Linked DNA regions of Mus musculus: regions 1 and 3 are each linked to region 2. Evidence: chromatin contacts called from public ChIA-PET and Micro-C data. All regions are on one chromosome and are shown on one strand. Each heading gives the region's core, a stretch centred on a gene start, on an enhancer-like site or on the middle of the called end of the contact. The rest is flanking DNA. Distances are from core to core; before and after follow the strand shown.

Region 1 (3,404 bases), core at 419-2,918, 170 kb before region 2:
AACACACGAGCCTGTCTGAGAGAAGCACGTCCTATCCAAACCTGAACAGACAGGGTGAACGTCCAAACAGATACCTTGCCACCACGGAACCGGTATTCAGACCCAGCTAGCTTGTATCCCACCTTCCCCGGGACATTCTGGTATTCCCTTCCCAGTGAATAATACCTTGTCTACCCAAGGCAGTCACCGCCAAACCTCTGTCGCTACAAGGTTAGCTTTCGCAGTTCTGAATTTTGAACAAATGAAACCATGCGTTATAGACACGTCTGTGCCTGGGTTCTGTCAAGTCATGCCTGGGAGGATTGGCAGGGATGGCCTGGCCATTGTTCCTTTCTTTCACATTTGCTGAGGATGCGTTGTGTAAAAATACCAGCGTGAGCTGAGGAGATGGCTTAGGGGTGGGGATGGGGTAAAACCCAAGCCATGCATGGCTGAGTGCTCCAGTTGAATCCTTAGAACAATAGTGGACAATAGTGGACAATTTGGACACAATAGTGGGAGAGCATCATCCCAAGGTGCCCTTACTGGGAGAGGGGAGCAAAGACAGGAGAATTGCCACAAGTTCTATGTCCAACAGCCTGCAGTATATAGCTGATAGACACTGCCTGCTGTTCTGTTTGTTTGTTTATTTTTTTTAAAGATTTATTTATTTTATGTATGTGAGTACACTGTTGCTGTCTTCAGACACATCAGAAGAGGGCATGGGATCCCATTACAAATGGTTGTGAGCCACCATGTGGTTGCTGGGATTTGAACTCAGGACCTCGGAAGAGCAGTCGGTGCTCTTAACCTCTGAGCCATCTCTCCAGTCCCCCCTTTTTTGGTTGTTTTTGTTTTTGTTTTCAGACAGGGTCTCTTTGTATAGCCCTTGACTGACATAGAACTTACTATGTAGAGCAGGCTGGCCTCGAACTCACAAGGCTCTGCCTGCCTCTGCCTCCCCATTGCTCTATACAAGCACACACCATCACACTGGGTCCCCCTTTACCACTCTTGACAGCCTCACGACTTGATTATGAGGGGTTTTTGTTGTTGTTGTTGTTGTTGTTATAAGAAGAAAAGTCACTTAGATGATTTTGTTTTAAAGAAATGGTTTATTTGTAATTATGGGTATGTGTGGTGGTGGTGGGGCAAGTATATGCATGTGGATTCTGGGAACTGGACTCAGGCCCTCTGAAAAAGTAGTGCATGCTTTTAACCACGAAATATCTCCAGCCCCTTGGGAGATGCTTGGACCTGCTGTGTGATTGCCTTGAGAGCTCATTCTTGTTACATCCATCCCCAAGAGAACTATGGGACCGTGGGCCACACAGCTGTTTAGCATTCATAAGTGTGGCTCAGATCTCTTGCAGTGTACTCTACCATATGAGACTCAGATCTTCTTAGTAGCTAATGTTGGCCAAGGGAGATGGGCCATCCTAATGATGTCATCGGTGATGGCTGCTCCCTGCCCGCCTTCAGTGAGGAAGCTACAGGCTCTGCTTGTGACTGCTGGCCGGGGCCCCACACCTGGCCCAGGCTGGCTGTGCCCTGAGCGTGTGCAGCTTTGTAACTCTTTTCCGTCGTTCCTTATCAGCCACCAAAACCCCTGTCATTACAACACCGCTTTGCTGTGGGCAAGCCACAGCGTCCAAGATTATAGCTTATCTTCCATTGAAGCCTGTTCAACCGATGTCTTCCTTGTCAAGAGGCACCCCGGGCTTCCTGCAGACATCCATGCAGCCTCCTGGTCTTATCAGCAACCAGCATGCATGACATCTCTTGGTAGCTTGTTGCTTGATGAGGTTTCCTGGGGACCTGGGCCAAAGATATCTATCTCTTATGTGTACAGTTGACGGTTGCACATTTTTATGGCATGGTGACAGCGACAGGCCCGTTCCCTGGAGGACAGTGTGTGTTTTACACAGGCACCGCGCACACGCTGATTACAAAATCAATAGCAAGTTGAAAAGACCTCCGAGATCATCCATCCATTTTCCTCCTCTAGGTGGGGAAACAGGCTCAGAGAGGTGACTCCAATTGCCCAAAGACACACAGCTTATCTTTTAAATGTTGATCCTTGCTACAGAGACGTCAGCCTGGGCTGAATGAGATCCTCTTTCAAGTTCTTGACCTGCTGACTGATGGCCTCTGGGAATAGTGCTCTGGTTAGATCTGTCCCATCTGTGTTGATGGCGGGCACATCTTTTGAACCTGTGGCAATCCTGTTTTTCATTCATCATGTTCATACTCCCCACCATGTAAGTTCTAGGAGCTGGCTGCATCTCCATTTCAGAGACAGGTAAACTAAGGCCCAGACATCACCACCGTTCTTCTTGGATGACACTCAATGTGGGATTCACCTCTGGCCACTAGAATGGGTCTTCTTTGTGCTTTGAAGTCTGAGGCAAATGCAGCTCTTCCACAGAGCCTCCCAGGAGCCCCCGCAGCAGCTAATGCTTTCTGTTCCCAGGAATCCTTGTGAAATCACTCCTTCTCAACATGGGGTCTGGTGTAGGGGCCAAGATGAGGCCTATGTACCACCATCCTGTACACTCTGGATCCACACGCATGCGTGCACACACCTTCACATATGTACTCAAACACAGACACATCACATACACACACATATGCAAATTAAATTGAAAAAGCAGAGGCTGAGAGGGTAGAAGTGAGTATAGGCATGTGATCTGCTCATCTGATAGGTATGTGGCCTCAAGAGAAATTGAGGTAGGCAGCCAAGCAAAAATGGGGTTTAGGAAGTTTAGGCTTAGCCTGTCCCTAGGGGGAGCCCAAGAGCTAGAACAGCCATGGCCAGTCCTCCCTCTGTGTGTGTGTGTGTGTGTGTGTGTGTGTGTGTGTGTGTGTGTGTGAGAGAGAGAGAGAGAGAGAGAGAGAGAGAGAGAGAGAGAGAGAGAGAGAGAGAGATAGGAAATGGGTTACCCGAGCTCCTCCATGAGCCATTAGTAACAAAGGAGGATGGGCACAGTCGCCATATTGTGGAGCTGGGTGTAGCACCAGGAACACCCAAGACTTGGAGCTACCAAGACAGAGAAGCCAAGCTAACAGAGCAACTGGCTACCACCCAGCATTCAGTGTCATTGTGTAATTGTGGCCCAAGTCATGTCTGGCCACTGTCCTCAATAAGCCAATTAAAAAACAACGTAGGGCCGGGCATGGTGGCGCACACCTTTAATCCCAGCACTTGGGAGGCAGAGGCAGACGGATTTCTGAGTTCAAGGCCAGCTTGGTCTACAAAGTGAGTTCCAGGACAGCCAGGGCTATACAGAGAAACCCTGTCTCAAAAACAAAAACAAAAACAAAAACAAAAACAAAACGACGTAGGATGCAGAAAAGGGTTTACTCAATGTAGCCACATTGGGAAGAGGGACAGAGACCCAGTGAAACCCCAAGGTCATCTTTGG
Region 2 (3,151 bases), core at 362-2,861:
TCCTATAAAAGTAATGTTAACCATTGTCTCCCAGACTTAAAGATGTTTCTCAAAATCCACATTTGTTTTAGAGCTAATTAGGTATTCAAAAACAGAGCCAGGCGTGGTGGCACATGCTGGTAGTCCCAGCACTTAGGGGGTAGAGGCTGGAGGATCAGGAGTCAAGGCCAACTTCAGCTTACAGAAAGTCTGAGGCCAGCCTGAGCTATTTTGAGACTCTGACTAAAAAAAGAAATTTTAAAGATAAGAGAAAGGAAAAGATAGAGATGGGAGGGGGAGAGTGGGAATATGTTCAATGTACAATATATATAAACTCGTATGAAAATATCCTGTGCAACACATTACCATATACAACATTTAAAATAAATAACAGAAATAAATCAAAAGGCCAGCCCAGCCCTCCTGCTTTCAAAGCAGAAAATCTTTGTGTTTGCAGCCCTGCTGTCTGCTGCAGTAAAGGCAGAAAAGGCAACTGGCAGACCCCACACATCTGCTCAACAGGCGCAGTCCCTTCCTCTTAGCCTGCCCCAACCCTGTCCACCCGCTGCCCTACTGTGTACAGGTTTCAGGGAGCCAGGGCATCCTCAGATCCCTCTAACGCTCTGCTTTCTTCCATACACAAAGAACTCCAAAGGCTCTTCTCAACCCAAGCTCTGCCATCCTGTAGGCATTCTGTCTGTCCTTGCTCCCAAAGTGACTGGCATGAGAGGGCTCCCCTGGGCTATGAGATACTGGATGAGAGGGCCTCTGCTAAACAGTGTGGTGGCAGGTTCCCTCTGCATCCCAAGGAACTGCTCGGGTAGACCCTTGGAAGCTCACGGTAGCTAAGGGCCTCCGTAGACTCTGTGCTGCTGCTGCTGCTGCTGCTGCTGCTGCTGCTGCTGCTGCTGCTACTGCTCAAGTGTCTGTCAGTGCACATGAGGCTCAGGAGCCACCTGGAGACAGCTTCCAACAGCAACAACCTGGCTGACAAGTGCCGGCAGGGTGCCTCCCATTCAGTTCTGCCTAGCTGACCCCAGCTGGGGCCCACGCTCCACCAGTCCCTCAGCAACTAGAGGCCTTTCCGTCAGCAGTGAGCTCAAGCAAATGTTTTTTACAATAGGAGAATCTTTATAAAAATTGTAGGAAAATGTATAAAATAAATAAAAATGTGCATCCCTATGATATGAACATTGAGTTACCATTTATTGGGTCAGCTCAAGAGCAAAACTAAAGCATTTTTCAAGGGCGACTGGGGTGGGGGTGGGGTCTTCAGCATAGCACTTACTCTGGATGCCCAAGGCCAAGGGTTCAACTTCAAGCACAACAAACAAAACAAACCTCTAAATTCAGAACACACCCATAAAGTATATTTCCAGAGGCAGTCACCTACCCCATCTGCCATCACAAAGTGGACGCCCTTGCGATCTGTGTTGTCCAGGACAAAATTCCGAAATGCATTGATGTTCTCTGGGCGGGTGATATCTCCATCTCCATCGACCCCACCCTCACCTGATGGGACACAAAAAACTGTGAGTTTATCTGCTTCCAGCAGCCAGGCCAGGAGCTCTGAGAAGCAGGACCCATCCTGACTATGCTGATAAGCCTGCAACAGCCAACTCCTGCTCTCAGAAGCCACAGTTCATAGGGAACTGACCAACCTAAAGTTATCAACTGAAGCAGAGGATCTTGCTTTTCAAAGCACTTATGTTTAAAACCCAGTATTAGCCAGGCATGGGGGCTCAGGCCTACAGGTATTCATGAGGCTGAAGCAGAAACACTGCCCATAAATTTAAGGCCAGTCTGGGCTACACAGGGAGTTTTACATTGGCTTAGAATGTGAGACCCCCCCCCCCCAATCTCAAAACATCAAACCCTAGCACTTGGGAGACTAAAGCAGGTGGAAGACTAAGGCCAGCCTGGTCTACACAGCTGAATTCCAGGCTAGCCAGGGTTACATAAAGACCCTGTGTCAAAGCAAGCAAACAAACAAAGAGAATAAAAACAAACCATGAGTAAACAAAACAACCACCACCACCTCCATAAGAACTGTTAGGAAAGAATTCAGGATCTGCTGACACAGCACAGTCCGTCTGTCAGGGCAGAGGGACTGCTGTAACTGCCGAGCTGCTAGTGAGTGCAGTGCATACAACACACAGGGCTGCAGCTGGGCTTATGACCCAGCTTTGTTAATAACTGCCAGTTTCCAGCTAGGAATCAGGCAGTTTCATTACCCCCGTCACCACACAAGAACCACCATCCTGCAAGGAGAACTGTACGGCTTTGATGAGTTTACCTAGGGAGTGCAGGCCTGTGGTTGAAAAAACAAAAACCAAGACAGATGCTTGATGGGAGTTAAGACCCTCACACCAGGATCTGTGAATTCTGGCTAGCAGAACAGGAAGAGCACAGGTAGCAACAGCTTGGGCCTTGAAGTCCCCACATGGGAGAGGAGCGGCCTCCTATTTCCTAGTCCCCGCCCTGCTCAGTGTCCCTACCATAGTAGGGCTCGAAGAGCTCGCTGGAGGCCGAGTAGAAGTCCTCCAGCTTGAAGTCGTTGGGGCCCTTGAGCGTCATCCCAAAGCCCTTTGCGTGCCACTTCTTCCTCCACAGCACGTACTCGGAGAAGCCTCCCGGGCCTGCACACACATCAGCAAAGTAGAGAAGGTCAATGTCCGACTCCTTCAGCAGTGGCTTCTGCAGAGAGAGGTAGAAGAAAAGGAGATCGGGAAACAGGTGGCTCAGTGAGGAAAAGAAAGGAGAACTCCAGGAAGAGGAGGCAAAAGAATAGAAGTACTTATCAGCAAGCATGATCCAGCACTCCCCACACCCAGACACCCCCTCGGTCACCACTGTCACCACTGCCCACTGGAGCTTCCTCACCCAAAACATCCTTAGCACCTTTTCCCCAGCCAGGCCGACTCAAGACTCCTCAGACAAGCACCTCTGTGGCTATCTAAGTGCTGTCTCCATGTCTCAGGGTCGTTCCCTCACCACACTGGCCCTTGCTTATACCCTGGTAAGCGGAACACTGCAGACAGAATGAAATACTGAGACACACAGCAAGTGTCCACAGCAGCTGGCACAGAGCGGGGTCGGAGTCTAGGAGGCCTGAGCATAGACGGCTCTCCCTAAGCAGCCCGTCTGGTGGCTGTAGCATGACCCAAACCCC
Region 3 (3,126 bases), core at 77-2,576, 160 kb after region 2:
GTGGCATGCTCACATCCACAACCATAACTCTTGCATGCACACAAAATGAATAAAATGTCATTTAAAAAACGTTGGTAGCAACCAGGCTACCAACTTCCAAGCTGGGCAGTGGTGCACTCCTTTAATCTGAGCAGAGGCAGGCAGAACTCTGAGTTCAAGGCCAGAGTGAGTTCTAGGACAGTAAAGGCTACACAGAGAAACCCTATCTCAAAATACTCCCTTCCTCTGGTCCAAAAATAAACACACTAAATAGATAAATAAATAAATAAATAAATAAATAAATAAAAACCCTTTGGTAGCATAGCCATTAGCTGCAAGTGATACTTGGAAATCTAAACTTTATTCTGGCCAACTGTGTGGCTGTCTGTGGAAGGCGCAATTGCTACACTAAGGAAGGGAAGGTCCTGTCCCACATCAGAGACCTCCACATTCAAGGAAAACGGGTCCTGAGCAGAACAAACTCCATATTCTTCATCAAGAGGGCTCCTTGCTAGTGGAATAAGGCAGCTGAGTTCTAGTCCTGGCATAAATATTTGTCTATGGCAGCTATGGTGATACCGTGGCTAGGGGTGCCCATGTACCCCAGTTCTGAGCATTGAACAGTGAGAATTCACTGAAAGTTCTCAGAGATGTGTTTGACATCCTGTGGAAGAAAGGAGCGCAGAGGAGAGCTTCCGGGGCACTCCTGATTGGCCTGCTAGTGAGAGGCAAGTTGGCAGTCAGCCAGTGACCACAGAAAGGAAGCTACCGTGGGACCCTGACACCGCGTAGGAGACCTGAAAGACCCAGAGGAAAGAGCCAAGTAGAGAAAAGGCACTGGAGAAAGAAAAGATTATAGACATAGCAAGGGATGTGTAGAGCTACCCTGGGGTGATGAGCGGAGGCTGCCATCGGCCAGGACTGTGTGCGCAGCCCTGTGGTTTATTGTCTGCATTCGCCCATCCCCAGTGGGGACTGGTTTCCCTGCTTGTCAGCTGACTCACTGTCAAGCATGGCAGGCTGGTTTTCTTTCTGTGTTGGAGAGGATTGGGTTTTTGTTTTGGGAAATCTGATCTCTTGAGCAAGAGTTTGGCCTGGAAGAATACAGGAAGAAGGGAAGACCCTAGCTTCCCTACAGTATCTGGGATTTCTCTCCTGTTGGGAAAACTGGGGAGGTAGCAGGTTGTGCCCCCTAGAGAGTGCCCCCCCACACACACACACACCCTGCTGGGTTGGATGCTGGCTACTTGGCTGAGAAGAAAGCTCAAAGCCTCATCACCCTGGGGTGATGAGCGGAGGCTGCCATCGGCCAGGACTGTGTGCGCAGCCCTGTGGTTAGCCTTTAGTAAGCCTATAAGAAGCAAGACCGCAGGGCTGGAGAGATGGCTCAGTGGTAAGAGCATTTGCTGCTCACAACTGCCTGTGTAATTCCAGTTCCTCGGGCTCCAACTGGCGCCCTCTTCGGGCTACTATGGGCACTGCAGGCACCTGGCGGTCCTACATGCAGAAAGGCACTCAACCACATAAAATTTAAAAGAAAAAAAAAGACACAGCCATTCTCTGCTGCTACCAAACAGTTACCCTCGAGGAAAGCCTGCAGCCATGGCACAAGGAGACTCAGGCAGCCCTTAAAACAGGCCAGAAGAAGAGAGCTGAGGTTTCTGGCCAGGAGCTACCAACAGCCAGGTGAGTGAAAGGACCCTCCTCGGAGGACAGCCTTCAGCTGGCAGCCGCTCCAGACCTTTACTTTAGGAGGGGCCCTGAGGCAAAACAGGCAGCTAAGACACCCCTCGCCTTCTGTCTCAGAAACCCAAGACATCTAGGAGTGGGACCAGCATGGATATCCATCAGCTGATGGAAGGATTGATGGATGGAGGAGATGCGGAAGGTACAGACTGTGGAAATCATTCAGCTGTGAAATAATATGAAATAGTGACATTTGCAGAGAAATGGATGAAGCTGGAAATCCTCGAATGAAGTAAATGAAGTAGAAGTAGAATAAACCAGGCTCAAAAGGACAAATAGGACCTGCGTTCTCTCACATGTGGGTCCTAGATTTTAATTCCTCTATGTGTGTGTATGTGTGTGTGTGTGTGTGTGTGTGAGAGAGAGAGAGAGAGAGAGAGAGAGGAGAGAGGAGAGAGAGAGCGCGCAGGAGGTAAGAGCCAGTGGGAGGGGCCAGGAAGAGGGCGGGGAGAGGAGGAGGAGCAAGAAGCGGCAATGGAATTTGTAAGCCAACATTGGGGTGGTGGTGGGGCACCAGTAAAATGTGTTTTGAGCCTTGCGTAGTTAAAGATGCCTTGAGCCCAGCTCTCTAGACAGAAGCAGGCAGATCTGTGAGTTCCAGGCCAGCCAGGGCTACACAGTAAGACCCAGTCTCAAACAAAACAGAAACAGAAAATCGAAGCTTTAAGGTCTGAAGGAGATAGCTCAGTCCATAAATTCCCTTGCCTTGTGTCTCAGTTACTGCCATATTGCTATGAGAAGACACCATGGCCAAATCAACTTATAAAAGAAAGCATTTAACTTCGGAGCTCACAGTTTCAGAGGGTGAGCTGATGACCGTCAAGGCAGAAAGCGTGGCTGCAGGCAGGCAGGCTGGCAGACATGGCGCTTGAGTGGCAGCGGGGAGCTTACATCTTATCCACAAGCAGCAGTGAGAGAGACAGAGACAGAGAGGGGAGAGAATGGGCCTGGCATGGACTTTTGAAACCTCAAACCCTATCCCACCCCCCGTGACACACCTAATCCAACAAGGCAATGCCCCCCAATCCTTCCCAAACAGTTCCACCAACTGCGGACCAAACATTCAAATATATGAGCATATCACTCAGTGCACCTTTGTAAGTGTGATGAACTCCATGATGACCTGAGTTCTATCCCTAGAACCCACATTTTCTTTTTTTTTTTTTTTTTTTTTTTTTGGTTTTTTGAGACAGGGTTTCTCTGTGTAGCCCTGGCTGTCCTGGAACTTACTTTGTAGACCAGGCTGGCCTCGAACTCAGAAATCCACCTGTCTCTGCCTCCCAAGTACTGGGATTAAAGGCGTGCGCCACCACTGCCCGGCTCGAACCCACATTTTCAAAACAAAACAAGAACCAAAAATCCAGACATGCTTGTAATGCAAGCATTGTAATACAGAGTGAG

Evidence for each region. ChIA-PET counts read pairs in DNA pulled down with a chosen protein or histone mark. A called contact is a pair of places that touch in the nucleus more often than the background predicts.
Region 1: an SMC1A ChIA-PET map of the G1E-ER4 cell line shows a contact between it and region 2, with 23 read pairs. The contact joins two enhancer-like sites. A contact is called at or near these places in 1 of 15 datasets of contacts at CTCF or cohesin (the G1E-ER4 cell line), 2 of 484 Hi-C or Micro-C datasets (embryonic stem cells and germinal center B cells) and 3 of 9 other capture datasets (adipose tissue, liver and pancreatic islet).
Region 3: a contact with region 2 is called in a Micro-C map of the G1E-ER4 cell line. The contact joins two enhancer-like sites. A contact is called at or near these places in 7 of 39 promoter capture datasets (the 3T3-L1 cell line, 3T3-L1-derived adipocytes, HPC-7-derived erythroid cells and 4 more), 1 of 15 datasets of contacts at CTCF or cohesin (large pre-B cells), 8 of 484 Hi-C or Micro-C datasets (the G1E-ER4 cell line, the HL-1 cell line, embryonic stem cells and 2 more), 1 of 115 datasets of contacts at active chromatin or transcription factors (effector CD8 T cells) and 3 of 9 other capture datasets (embryonic stem cells, liver and pancreatic islet).

What each region holds. Positions count from the first base shown.
Region 1 is chr17:29,858,290-29,861,693 of GRCm38.p6, reverse strand. The region is part of intron 1 of Mdga1 (MAM domain containing glycosylphosphatidylinositol anchor 1); the gene reads left to right. Among named protein-coding and RNA genes, the nearest start is that of Mdga1, 29 kb to the left of the region's middle. Within about 2 kb of position 1,668, at least 38 of the 459 cell types and tissues checked have an H3K27ac peak or open chromatin away from gene starts, as enhancers often do. A contact at or near this core is called in the G1E-ER4 cell line, where this site is marked.
Region 2 is chr17:29,685,376-29,688,526 of GRCm38.p6, reverse strand. It overlaps Cmtr1 (cap methyltransferase 1), which reads right to left. Exons shown (of 24, transcript NM_028791.6): 9 at 2,478-2,676; 10 at 1,373-1,491. Gm28043 (predicted gene, 28043) reads right to left here. Exons shown (of 28, transcript NR_132314.1): 14 at 2,478-2,618; 15 at 1,373-1,491. Among named protein-coding and RNA genes, the nearest start is that of Cmtr1, 26 kb to the right of the region's middle. Within about 2 kb of position 1,611, at least 15 of the 459 cell types and tissues checked have an H3K27ac peak or open chromatin away from gene starts, as enhancers often do. A contact at or near this core is called in the G1E-ER4 cell line, where this site is marked.
Region 3 is chr17:29,529,756-29,532,881 of GRCm38.p6, reverse strand. The region is part of intron 2 of Tmem217 (transmembrane protein 217); the gene reads left to right. Among named protein-coding and RNA genes, the nearest start is that of Tmem217, 18 kb to the left of the region's middle. Within about 2 kb of position 1,326, at least 80 of the 459 cell types and tissues checked have an H3K27ac peak or open chromatin away from gene starts, as enhancers often do. A contact at or near this core is called in the G1E-ER4 cell line, where this site is marked.